3 separate regions of the Zea mays genome follow, and all the other regions are linked to region 3. The links are chromatin contacts, called in public Hi-C maps. All regions are on one chromosome and are shown on one strand. The core of a region is the stretch at or near the end of the contact, and the rest is flanking DNA. Distances in the headings are between cores, read along the strand shown.

Region 1 (3,487 bases), core at 763-3,262, 510 kb before region 3:
CAGCTTCTGCCAGTGGCCAGCTAGCTGGCTGGCTGGCAGCCATCCTGGCCATATATAATTCCTCTTCGTCCTTCCCTTGCCTTTGCCCATCCATCCACTGCCTACGTACGGTACGGGCAGTCAAGAGAATCCTAAACAGGGAGTGTAGCTCAGGACTGGTCCACTACAGGACGAGCACAAAACAAAAAATCTCCATCTAACAAACTAGGAGATGAGCTCAGCTCCTGGTAGACCATTCTAGTGTATCCTGTACGTCTCTACCATCTAACAAACTTTCCCATCTAACAAAAATCTCCATCTACCAAACTTGAAGCCTCTGTCTCTTATCACTGATTCCTCCTCTGTTTCACTCCTTTTTCTCGTCTCTGTACAAGAACAATACGACAATTTCTAGGATGTCTGTTACTGATTACTGGTTACCACCAGCATCAAGGAAAGAAGGATCCTTTGCTCTGCAGTTTATTCAGGTAGCATCTTACCTCCAAAGTGGCAGGCAGGCAGACAACAGACAAAGTTCTCTTCGTCTTCGTCTCTGCTTGCTTGCTTGGAGACCCAAAAATTCAAAAAAAAAGAAGGGGAAGAAGAATAAAAGATAGAGAAACGGCTAGATTAACAAAGGGTATGATATTGTCATGAGCTAAAAAGCCGATGGTTGGAGCTGTTCACTTGCCGCACCACACGGCCTCCGTATGGTTCAAGGCCACGCCGTTCTTGCTGGTTCATTACTACTTCATACACGCGCTGGCCGCCGCGGATCGATCGGCGGTTCGTTTTCTTTTGTATCTTCCACGCCTGCTGCTGCCGCTGTGTGCATGCGCGCTGAAACTACTCGATCTTGGCCATACCCATCATACGCTTGCTCACGGCGTGCACGGCGGCGCCGTCGGTGCGCGGATCGAGCCCCGACCCGGACATGTAGTTCCGTACCTCGATCCGGATCATCTCCTGCATCAACAACAGGAACTCCGAGCTGAACGGCGCTGCTGCCGGCTGCTGCGACGTGAGGTTCGTCGCGGCCGCCTGCAGCTGGAACGGCAAGCTCGGTTGGGCTTGTGGTGGCGGCATCTGAGGTGGAGCAGGCTGCTGCTGCTGTATCTGAAGAGGAGGTTGAGGCGGTGCCGGTGCCGGCGTCAGAACCGCTTGGGATGCTTCGGGCTTCTGGCCGTCCAGCCCGGGCAGGGAGAGGGACAGTGATAAGGAGGTCGCCGGAGGCTGTGGCGGCGGCGGCGGCGCAAGAGGCGCCACCGGTAGCATGACCACGCCGCCCGCGCGCGGCACGGGGCGGTACACGTGCTGCTGCTGCTGGTGGGAGGTGACGGCGGCAGCAGAAGCGGCTGACGGCATGACGGAGGGAAGGCTGTGGTTGCTAGAGTCGCTGAGGTCGGACCCGGATGGGCTTCCGGGGCTGAAGCAGAGCCCTGGGTGGCCGTCGCTGCTTGTGCGCTTCAGCGGGCGCTCGTCGTCAGCGTCAGCAACAACAGCGTCGCTGGCGGCGTAGTACTTGCGCTTTAGCGTGGAGTTCCAGTGGTTCTTGATGGCGTTGTCGGTGCGGCCGGAGAGGAGGCGCGCGATGGTGGCCCACTTGTTGCCGAACCTGGCGTGCGCGCGGAGGATGGTGTCGTCCTCCTCGGCCGTGAAGGGCCGGTGCTCCACCTGCGGCGACAGCTGGTTGCACCACCGGAGGCGGCACGACTTGCCGGAGCGGCCCGGGATGGACCGGCTGATGAGGGACCAGTTGCGGGCGCCGTGGCGGGCCACCAGGCGCTGCAGGGCCTCGTCCTCCTCGGGGCTCCAGGGGCCCTTGATCCGGTCCACGTCCGACTTGCCGCCGCTGCCACGGCAGGACGGAGAAGACGACGCCATGCTTTACTCAAGACTAGTTCTGAGTATTGGGGCGCGTGGCCTAGTCCGTCGATCTATGATGATATGAGCTTGGATGGAAGCGAACGCTGGGGGTGGGAAGAAGAGTAAACGAAGAGAGAGTTAGGAGTGGGAACTGGCAAGTGAAGGTTGCGGAGAGGCAGGGGAGGGGAATATATAAAGGGATGGAGCAATCTATAGATGTATTGGCATGACCGCTCGGTCCCAAGCATAATTTTTTAGTTTGATCTAAGCACGGTCTGATCCAATATTGTACGATGTCAGGCTCATACCTTGATATTTTCTTAGTTTCAAAATAAAATTCGCTTTACCTTTTTAATAGTAGAGTTATACAATAGTTAATATATATGTTCTATATATATCTAAATTTATTATCATCTATATAAATATAGACATAAAATTATAGAGCTAAAACGCCTGCTAATTTCAATCGGAGGGAGTAGCATTGTTCGGTTAAGCTTTTTTCTAATGAGTTTTGCTAAGATGTAGCTATGGAAAAAATCTGAGTATGGCTGAAGGAAAATTTTAAGCATCGTACGGAGGGAGACAACGAGTCTATAGCGTTCAAATTGAGAAGTGACAAATTCTTTTTATCACGACGATTTTTACTAAAGGGATTTTTTTAGAAGCAAATTAAAAAACTAGACATTTGAAGTTCCGTAACAGCTGGCGGCCAGAATTTGCCTTTAAGTTGAATCAAACACGCACATAGTGACTGCAGCACTATTTTTTTTGAAAAGGAAATAACTTATTCCAGCCTCTGCATGTCAGTATGCAACGTGAGACTGTAATCCATACTACTCAGCTCTAAAATGATTTAATGAAGCATAACTTAGATTGCACTTAGATATTATTATCATGAATTAAGTTATCTTTTAATTGTTTTTATAAATTATATGATTTTATTAATAAAGGTCGTGCACTTAGCGCTAGTATGGGCTAATGATAGTTGGTAATAGTATGTGACGGTCGATATAGATACGTAGCACTGAAACCCACATCATGACAAATTTAGATATTATTATTATATTTATGATAGACAAATTACACTCCCTCCATCATCTAATATATGTACTCGAATATAAGACATTAGTCTGGTTCCAGTGCAACCAATTCTTATCGACCACCACGTCAGATATCAACCACACTACCGGCCATACTATCAACTATCGTTAGCTCTGATCTATCGTAGTGCTCTAGTTTAGAGCCTTTACATCGTCCTACAGCCACTTCAGTATCATACCAACTTTTCTTTTACTAACTTTTATTTAAAATAAAACATGGCATTTTACTAAAATAAAAATGTATCCGAACCAGGGAAAACTTTCTCGGCGAGAAATTTCGAGAAAATCGAAAATCGCATTTCTCGCTAGGGCCCGATTATTTCTCTTACCGCTCAAATTTTTCGGCTGTTTTAAATTCAGCCGGCCCAATCCAGTTCGTATGTATTTTGGCTGTGAATAAAAGCCCAAAATACTACTCATATATAAATTTGGAACCCTAAAACATCTACAGCCGTCACCTGCTAGCCAGCCGCCGCCGTTCAGATTTTTTCACTGGCTTCTCTGTTGTTCTAGTTTTCTTCACGGGCAGGCTGCAGCTCTGT
Region 2 (3,501 bases), core at 826-3,325, 490 kb after region 3:
CATGGGCGATTCTGACTTCTACGCGCGCAGAGGGCGCATTAAATGCGCGGCAGAGAGCCGTTGGCGCGGAGATGACCGTTGCTTCGGAGGCGCACCGGACAGTCCGGTGCACACCGGACAGTCCGGTGAATTTTAGCGGGCTAGCCGTTGGCGTTTCCCGAAGCTGGCGAGTTCCTGAGGCCGACCTCCCTTGGCGCACCGGACACTGTCCGGTGTACACCGGACAGTCCGGTGAATTATAGCCGAGTCGCCCTGGAAATTCCCGAAGGTGGCGAGTTTGAGTCTGAGTCCCCTGGTGCACCGGACATGTACTGTTCACTGTCCGGTGGCACACCGGACAGTCCGGTGCGCCAGACCAGGGGTGCCTTCGGTTGCCCCTTTGCTCCTTTATTGAATCCAAAACTTGGTCTTTTTATTGGCTGAGGGTGAACCTTTTACACCTGTATAATCTACACACTTGGGCAAACTAGTTAGTCCAATTATTTGTGTTGGGCAATTCAACCACCAAAATTATTTAGGAACTAGGTGTAAGCCTAATTCCCTTTCAAGAACCACAGTAGGGGCCCTTCGATCGATAAGGAGCTAACCCGCCAAGGCTAACGAAAGGCAAAAGCCACAAGAACGCCCATCGCTAGGCGAGGGCCACACGGTCGCTCCCCTAGGTGAAGACCGTGCAAATGTGAAGGCTTCAAGACGATGTCTAGGACTTAGCCACTGTGGACAGTCACTCAATTAATCTAGGCTCACTTGCCAGCGACTAAGGAGGGTGCCGATTTTGGTGAAATTGGGATAGTTGTACTTGTAGTCCTGTAATTACCCCCTTGTACAATGCATGTTGGGAATATAGTTGGTGGCCGGGGGTAAAATGTACTTATGTCCACCAATCCCCGGTTGCGCCTATAAATACACACGTCCTTAGCTAGATGGAACACGCTTGATAAGACATTTGCGCTCCCTGCTTACTGTTTTGTCATGTCATCCGTCTTTCTACTCCCGAGTGTTTGGGCCTACATATTTCTATCCCAACACTAAACTTTCAAGGTTGAGATTTACCTCGTACATTTGTTCACTCAGGTTAAAGTCTAAGTCTGTCTCCAACAAAGACTGTAAATAGTCCGTTATCATAAATTTAGCGTTCGTCAAGGTTTGTATCACGTCCAACAACAATCTGTAAAGTGTGCGCCAAAGTTTACACCAAAGTATCGGAGCTCTCGCATGTCCTCCAAATGTACCTATGCGCTCTGTAAACTAGATGCTACACTGTGATGTCAAAAAAACAAGACTACATCTAATACGAGGCAAGAGAAAAGAGAGGAGCAACGAGACTATCAGACGAATTCTATTAATATGGTGGAAAAATATAAGGATGTAATTTAGAGAACATTGCTGGAGATAGTTAAGATATAGAGGATAAAATCTTTTAGAGTAAGCTGTAAATAACAAAATATTCTTTTAGGGGACGAAATTTAGAGGACGTTGCTGAATACATCCTAACAAGATATATGTTGATTATGTCAAAATAGACAAGGTTAATATTATACTTTACTATTCATATTGTTATACTCTTTGTTTTATGTTATGCTTTCATGTGGGTGTCTTAGCCACGTCAGTGACCTCGAGAACTGCCCGCCCAAGTCGGACTCCTAGTTCACTATCTAGGGTGATGATAAGGTTTTTTCGTGTAGAAGAACGACATGTAGAAGAACGACATCGAGATAAACACCTCTCCTCATACACAGAGCCTTTGTCTTCCTCCCTGCATATGTTATGTTTATTATGGCATCGACATGTTGTAATTATTGTTTGGCAGATACAAAATCATAAACACATCATCTTATAATTATATTGCATTACTGTTTTGTGTCAATTTTAAGCTGTCTTTGTAAGGTACGGACACCATAATAACAATATAAATCACGAGTTTAGGTTAAATTTAGGAAGAGAAATCTTGCCTATAAGTATAACCACTGTAGTTTATATTGTTTTTTTTTGTTGTAGAAAGAAACCGTAGTACGACTAATCTGTAGCAGCAGAATGACTACAAGCATTACGGTCCTCATCCATTCGACTATTCCTATTCGAGTGAAAGCGGCCCCCAATTTCTACTGTAAGCAGCAATGGCGCTCTCCTGTTACTTGCTCGCCGGCGCCCGGGCGGCAGCCTCCCCTTCCTTCTCATCCTCCGCTGCCATCCGCCGGCGGGACCACCGTCTGCTGACCTTGTCCGTGGTTCCGCTTTCGCTCTCTCAGCGATGTCGCCACGGCCTCCGCGTGTGCTGCGCCTCCTCCACCTCTTCCTCATCTCCGCCGCCGGCAACTCCCGAGGAGCCCGACGACTACGAGGTACCTGCACTTCTTATTCTTCGTGACTTCCTTTCTTCTACAAGCTAATGCGTGAGAAAACTCGTGCGGTGTTTCATTACCACAAGCACGACTGTGGGGTCGGCATCTAATTTGTTTGTTCCCATTCGTTGATAAGGTTGTTACTGTTAACTTGCACCCTTCGTCTGTATTTCATACCTTATATGCAACATAATCCAAGCCTGTATTAATGTATGTCGTGTCTTAGTATTTGCTGTTCTGCATAGGCAAAAGCTGCGTTCGGTAAATTTATATTTGATTGTTTTTATTTTGTTGCATGTAGTCACCTCTACGTTTTAGTAAGGTCACGTATTTGTAGTAGAGGCTATATATACGTGAGACCATTTCATTTTTTCTGTTCACGGGTTCGTGCAAATCTGCATTTCCCTAGAAGGACTAAATTTGATGTACTGCCTCTGTTCTAAAACTATAAGTCCCAAATTTATATAATCAAATAATAAAATTTATGATACCAAATAAACATCATTAGATTCTTCATTAATTATTTTTTATAGTATACCTATTTGATGTCATAAATCTTTATAATTCTCTATAATTTTGGTTAAACTTGAGATGCTTTGACTCTCAAAAGCTAATGCTAATGCTACATTAGGTCTCTTTTCAGCATTGTAGAAGACTGCATAAATGCCTTTGTGGGCAACCAAACATGAACAATCTACATTGCAAAGTCTAGAGCAGGCAACCAAACAGGCCCTTAAAATATATTTTATTGTCATACACCATTGCTGCTGATTCCTATCTATGCAGTTGCTGATGCTTTTTTCCTTTCACAAAAATTTCAGTTATTGGACACAGCTGGGAATTGTGACCCTCTATGCTCGGCTGATGAAGTTAGCTCACAATACTTTGAAGCTAACTACAAACCAAAAAATGACCTTCTAAAAGCTTTAACTATCATTGGCACAGCCTTGACTGGAGCAGCCGCAATAAACCATTCCTGGGTTGCTGCTAATCAGGTCAGCTGGTTTGTTGCATCTGTCCAAAAGTTCCCTTATTTATCATTTTAACTATGTAGTCTGGCTCTTTCTGTTTGTTATGCACACAACAAGGATCATTATAGCAAGCATCATTCAAATACTTCCTTCTGCAGGACATTGCAATGGTGTTGGTTTTTGCTATT
Region 3 (3,861 bases), core at 925-3,424:
TTTTAAGTGGGTGGTCGAATAGGGCTTGGAGTAGCACCAACCAATGTTTTCAAGTCGTCCGATTAATCGTGATTAATCGTGATTAGTTGTGATTAATCGTCCAAGTCGATTTGGACCAATCATGATTAATCGTCCAAGTCGTCTGACTAATCATGATTAATCGCCCTAGTCGATCAGCCAGAACAACCAACAAGTCGTCCGACTTGAAAACATTGGCACCAACTAAAAAAAGCTTGTCCAACACTAATTGAGATGGTTTGGACATATCCAACAAAGACCTCCAGAGGCACCAGTGCATGGTGGGATCCTAAGATGCGATAGTAATGGGAAGAGATGCAAGGGAAGGCTGAAGTTGATGTAAAAAGAGACTTGAAATGATGGAATATAACCAAAGATTTAGCATTGAATAGAAACGAATGGAAAACATCTATCCACGTGCCTAAACCTTGATTTGTGTGTTTCTGTTGTCATTCAACTCTAGCCTACCCCATCTTGCTTGGGACTAAAAGGCCTTGTTGTTGTTGTTATTGGTCAAATAGGGCTTGGAGGTGCTGTTATTTGAACATCTAGGTTTAAATTTCAAATAAAGTTTGCCAGAATTTTAGTCAAGAAAGTCATTTAAGTACCAGTTATGCTCAAAAGATGAAATTTCATAATCAAAACATCATTGAACTGGAATTAGCAAGATATGTTTGCAAAATATTAGCATTGAGAACAATGAGAAGTTCTCCATCCAAGAAGGATTAATTGCGATTAGTCGGACGACTTAGGCGATTAATCGTGATTGGTCCAAACCGACTTGGACGATTAATCGTGATTAATCAGACGACTTGAAAACAGCGCTACCAACAGTATGTACAGAACGCTTAAGTATGATCAAAGAGAAAATACAAGTAATTAATAACTGGACTGAGTGCAGGATGCGTACACTACTTTTGGTGAAGTACAGAGATGAACCATTTGCCAAAATGTGTATTCAATATCCATTTGTTGCCACTGCCAATGAGGAATAAAATTAGATTACTTTCCAGATGATCATATGTCACACATAAAAGGTGTGGAGCTTAAACATTACTGTGAGCTTTGATATATTCAGCAACAATACCAGAATAGTTGTACAAAAACTAGGTTGAAAAGGATTTTCCTTTTCTCATCCGGGAAATATTTGTTTTCTCCCCTTTTTATATGGAGATCACAAGCACAGAAAGTTGTAAGAACTCTTTTTACCGCATTGACTATCATTCAGAGTTCATCCAAGGTGCTTTCATACCACCAAAGATCCAAGTATAACAATAGTTGGAATATTGGGCTAAACAAATGACTGGTTTGGCAACACAAACTGTTGAAAATGGATCAAAATGCTCCGAGTTGTCACATTGGCTACACAATCACATAACATCCGAGACCGATGACTGGAATTTAGCACTTTGAAGTATTGAATCCAATCAAGAAGCGCTGCAAGCATTGGTGATCTCTAAACCAATAGGGTCCACTGACTCGAATGATGCACCAAGGAGACTCAATAAGAGACTGCAAGGCGATATTAACAAACACTATACAGCCGCAGGTTTAGCTCATTGATGCAAAAGAACGCATAAGCTCAAGCCAGGCTAATAAGGGACAGGCATTACACTGCTGGAGGCCTAGAGCCTAACAACCCCAAACCAAATCCTTGAACTATACACTTAATGGATCCTCGGCTACACGAGCCCGCATTCAGTCAGGAACCAAAACCCTAAGGTTCACCGTCACATTCCTCCCAGAGCGGGCGCTGGGAACGCGACGCCAGATTGACAGGCGGCACGAGCAGATGAGAGGATGCCAGAGAGACGTGAGTGGATCCGTTATTCAGCAAAAGCGAGGCACGGACGAGGTTTACAGACCTTGACGATGCGGCGGAGGTAGGGACCGAAGAGCGGCGGGGCGGAGCGGGAGGCCCCGCGCCCCTTGGACGCGGTCGTCGGCAGCATCTTTGCCACCTCCCTTTGCCTTAGCTACTCCTCTAGTCTGCTCAGGGATTGCTGAGGCTCCGGCGCCTTGTCCGATCTGACGACGGTGGCTTCACAGTCGCAGCGGGGACGCGAGATCTAGCTCGCTGCCCGTTTGCCTCTTCTGCGTTACTGCTACCGGAGAGAAGGAGGTGGCTGTGGGAGTGGCCCACTTCAACTATCTGCTTCGTGCCTGGTTTTGGGCCATGTTGTCCGGCCCATGTATATATAACTCTCGGTCCCAAATTAAAATTTATTTTAGAAAATTAATAGATTCATACCATAGTTAATATATATATTTTATATATGTCTAAATTTATTATCTTTTATTTAAACTAGGTGAGTACTCGTATGTTGCAACGGGAACATATAATATCATGATAATTTATATACAAAATGTGTCTTATATTGTTATAAAAAATATTTCATAATCCATTTGTGATCTTAGCCATACATAAAATTTGTTATTTTAATTTAGCTATTTCACTACTACATTGCAACCATCAGTGTCATGCAGATTTCGATATATGTCACGATTTGCATGGTCTCATCATTGGAGAGCACGTGCCACACCTGCCGGTAGAAGTTCTGTTGTACATCGTTAGTCATCAGGCACGCACCACCATACACGCTTGCTTAAACAAAAAAGGCAAGTGTGTGTTTGCGAAGAGAATTAAAGGCAGACCGACACAAAAGCTACCCCGACGATGGCGAGTGGTCATTGTTGTCGGTCCTCCTCTGCGTCACCTCCGGCGCCGAGATGATGCCATAATCCTTGATATAGTAGTCGTCGAACGCGCGCGACATGGTAAGTATGGATGACTCTTGGTTGGGCTGCCAAATGAAGTGCACCCCGGGCTCATCCGTGAGGTAGTACATCTGGTCGTTGCGCAACAGGATGTGCTACTCCTCTATATACATCTTGTTCGAGGACACTCACACAATAGCAGCAATGGCCGTCATCCCAGCGCACAAGAATTCATGGTCGGTCAGTAGCGACTTACGTGGCAGGTTGGGCTTCAGGTGGATGATGAGCTGGACGGCGTGACAGCGTCGTCATCGGTTGCAGTGCCTAGAACAACCCGAGAGTCGTCGGCATTGGCAACGACCATGAGGTCCCCCTGTTTGACGATGGATAGCACGGTGCAGCCGCTCTGGACCATGTCCAAGCAGCGGCTGCGCCGGAGCTTGTCATACACAGCGACGCATGCGGTCACGTAGGTATGCTTCCAGAGGTCGAACTGGCAGTCGCCAAGCTTCTTCTCGTCGTCGATGAGCGATGCCAACGCGAGCGCCTCGTGCTAGTGTTGTTTGTTTGGGGTTTCTAAGTAAGAAACATGGATTCATCTTTGGCATTGGTTTATGAAAATGACTCATAAGTCAGATCCATGGAAAAATATTACAGAAAATAAATGTCACACATGCAAAAAAAAAGGAATTTAAGTTGAAAATATTATTCAAACAAAAGAAATTGCATGCAAGGCTCTTCTTTGAATACTATCCCCTCAATCTAAAAATATAATTTAATAATCTCGGTGATACTTATCTACTACTACACATTGTGCTAGGGTAGCAGATGGGCTTCGGGAGAGATGTAGTATATGTTTTTACTATAATAGATGTACATAAATACACGTGTGATGAAGTGGTTACTACGAGCACATTTTCTTGAGGGGTTGCGGGTTCGAATCCCCTTGGGGTCATTTGTGTTTTTTTAATTTAATTTTACTTAGGCGTGGGATGTACGTGGGAATGAGAATGTGATTTGTGGGGAGGGGGGGAATCGGAAAGGCAGAACAGAGAATGGTGAGAATGGACTGTGCGGGGAGGAGGGAATCGGAAAGACAGAACAGGGAATGGCAGCCTATCGGAA

The links. Hi-C and Micro-C count contacts between places; a contact is called where the count stands out from the background.
Region 1: a Hi-C map of endosperm shows a contact between it and region 3, with 2.4 times the contacts expected there. The contact joins the promoter of LOC100284969 here to the promoter of LOC100280372 in region 3. A contact is called at or near these places in 8 of 25 Hi-C or Micro-C datasets (bundle sheath, ear, endosperm and 2 more).
Region 2: a Hi-C map of ear shows a contact between it and region 3, with 4 times the contacts expected there. The contact joins the promoter of LOC100281120 here to the promoter of LOC100280372 in region 3. A contact is called at or near these places in 4 of 25 Hi-C or Micro-C datasets (ear, leaf, root tip and 1 more).

The regions. Positions count from the first base shown.
Region 1 is chr7:52,719,053-52,722,539 of Zm-B73-REFERENCE-NAM-5.0, reverse strand. LOC100284969 (sucrose responsive element binding protein) reads right to left here and starts at 2,012. Exons shown (of 1, transcript NM_001157864.2): 1 at 1-2,012. The coding sequence starts at 1,863. The coding sequence ends at 826. LOC103632369 reads left to right here and starts at 3,409. Exons shown (of 4, transcript XM_035960916.1): 1 at 3,409-3,487.
Region 2 is chr7:51,721,762-51,725,262 of Zm-B73-REFERENCE-NAM-5.0, reverse strand. LOC100281120 reads left to right here and starts at 2,075. Exons shown (of 10, transcript NM_001154039.2): 1 at 2,075-2,342; 2 at 3,164-3,337; 3 at 3,472-3,501. The coding sequence starts at 2,118.
Region 3 is chr7:52,207,949-52,211,809 of Zm-B73-REFERENCE-NAM-5.0, reverse strand. LOC100280372 reads right to left here and starts at 2,174. Exons shown (of 10, transcript NM_001361065.1): 1 at 1,884-2,174; 2 at 929-996. The coding sequence starts at 1,970.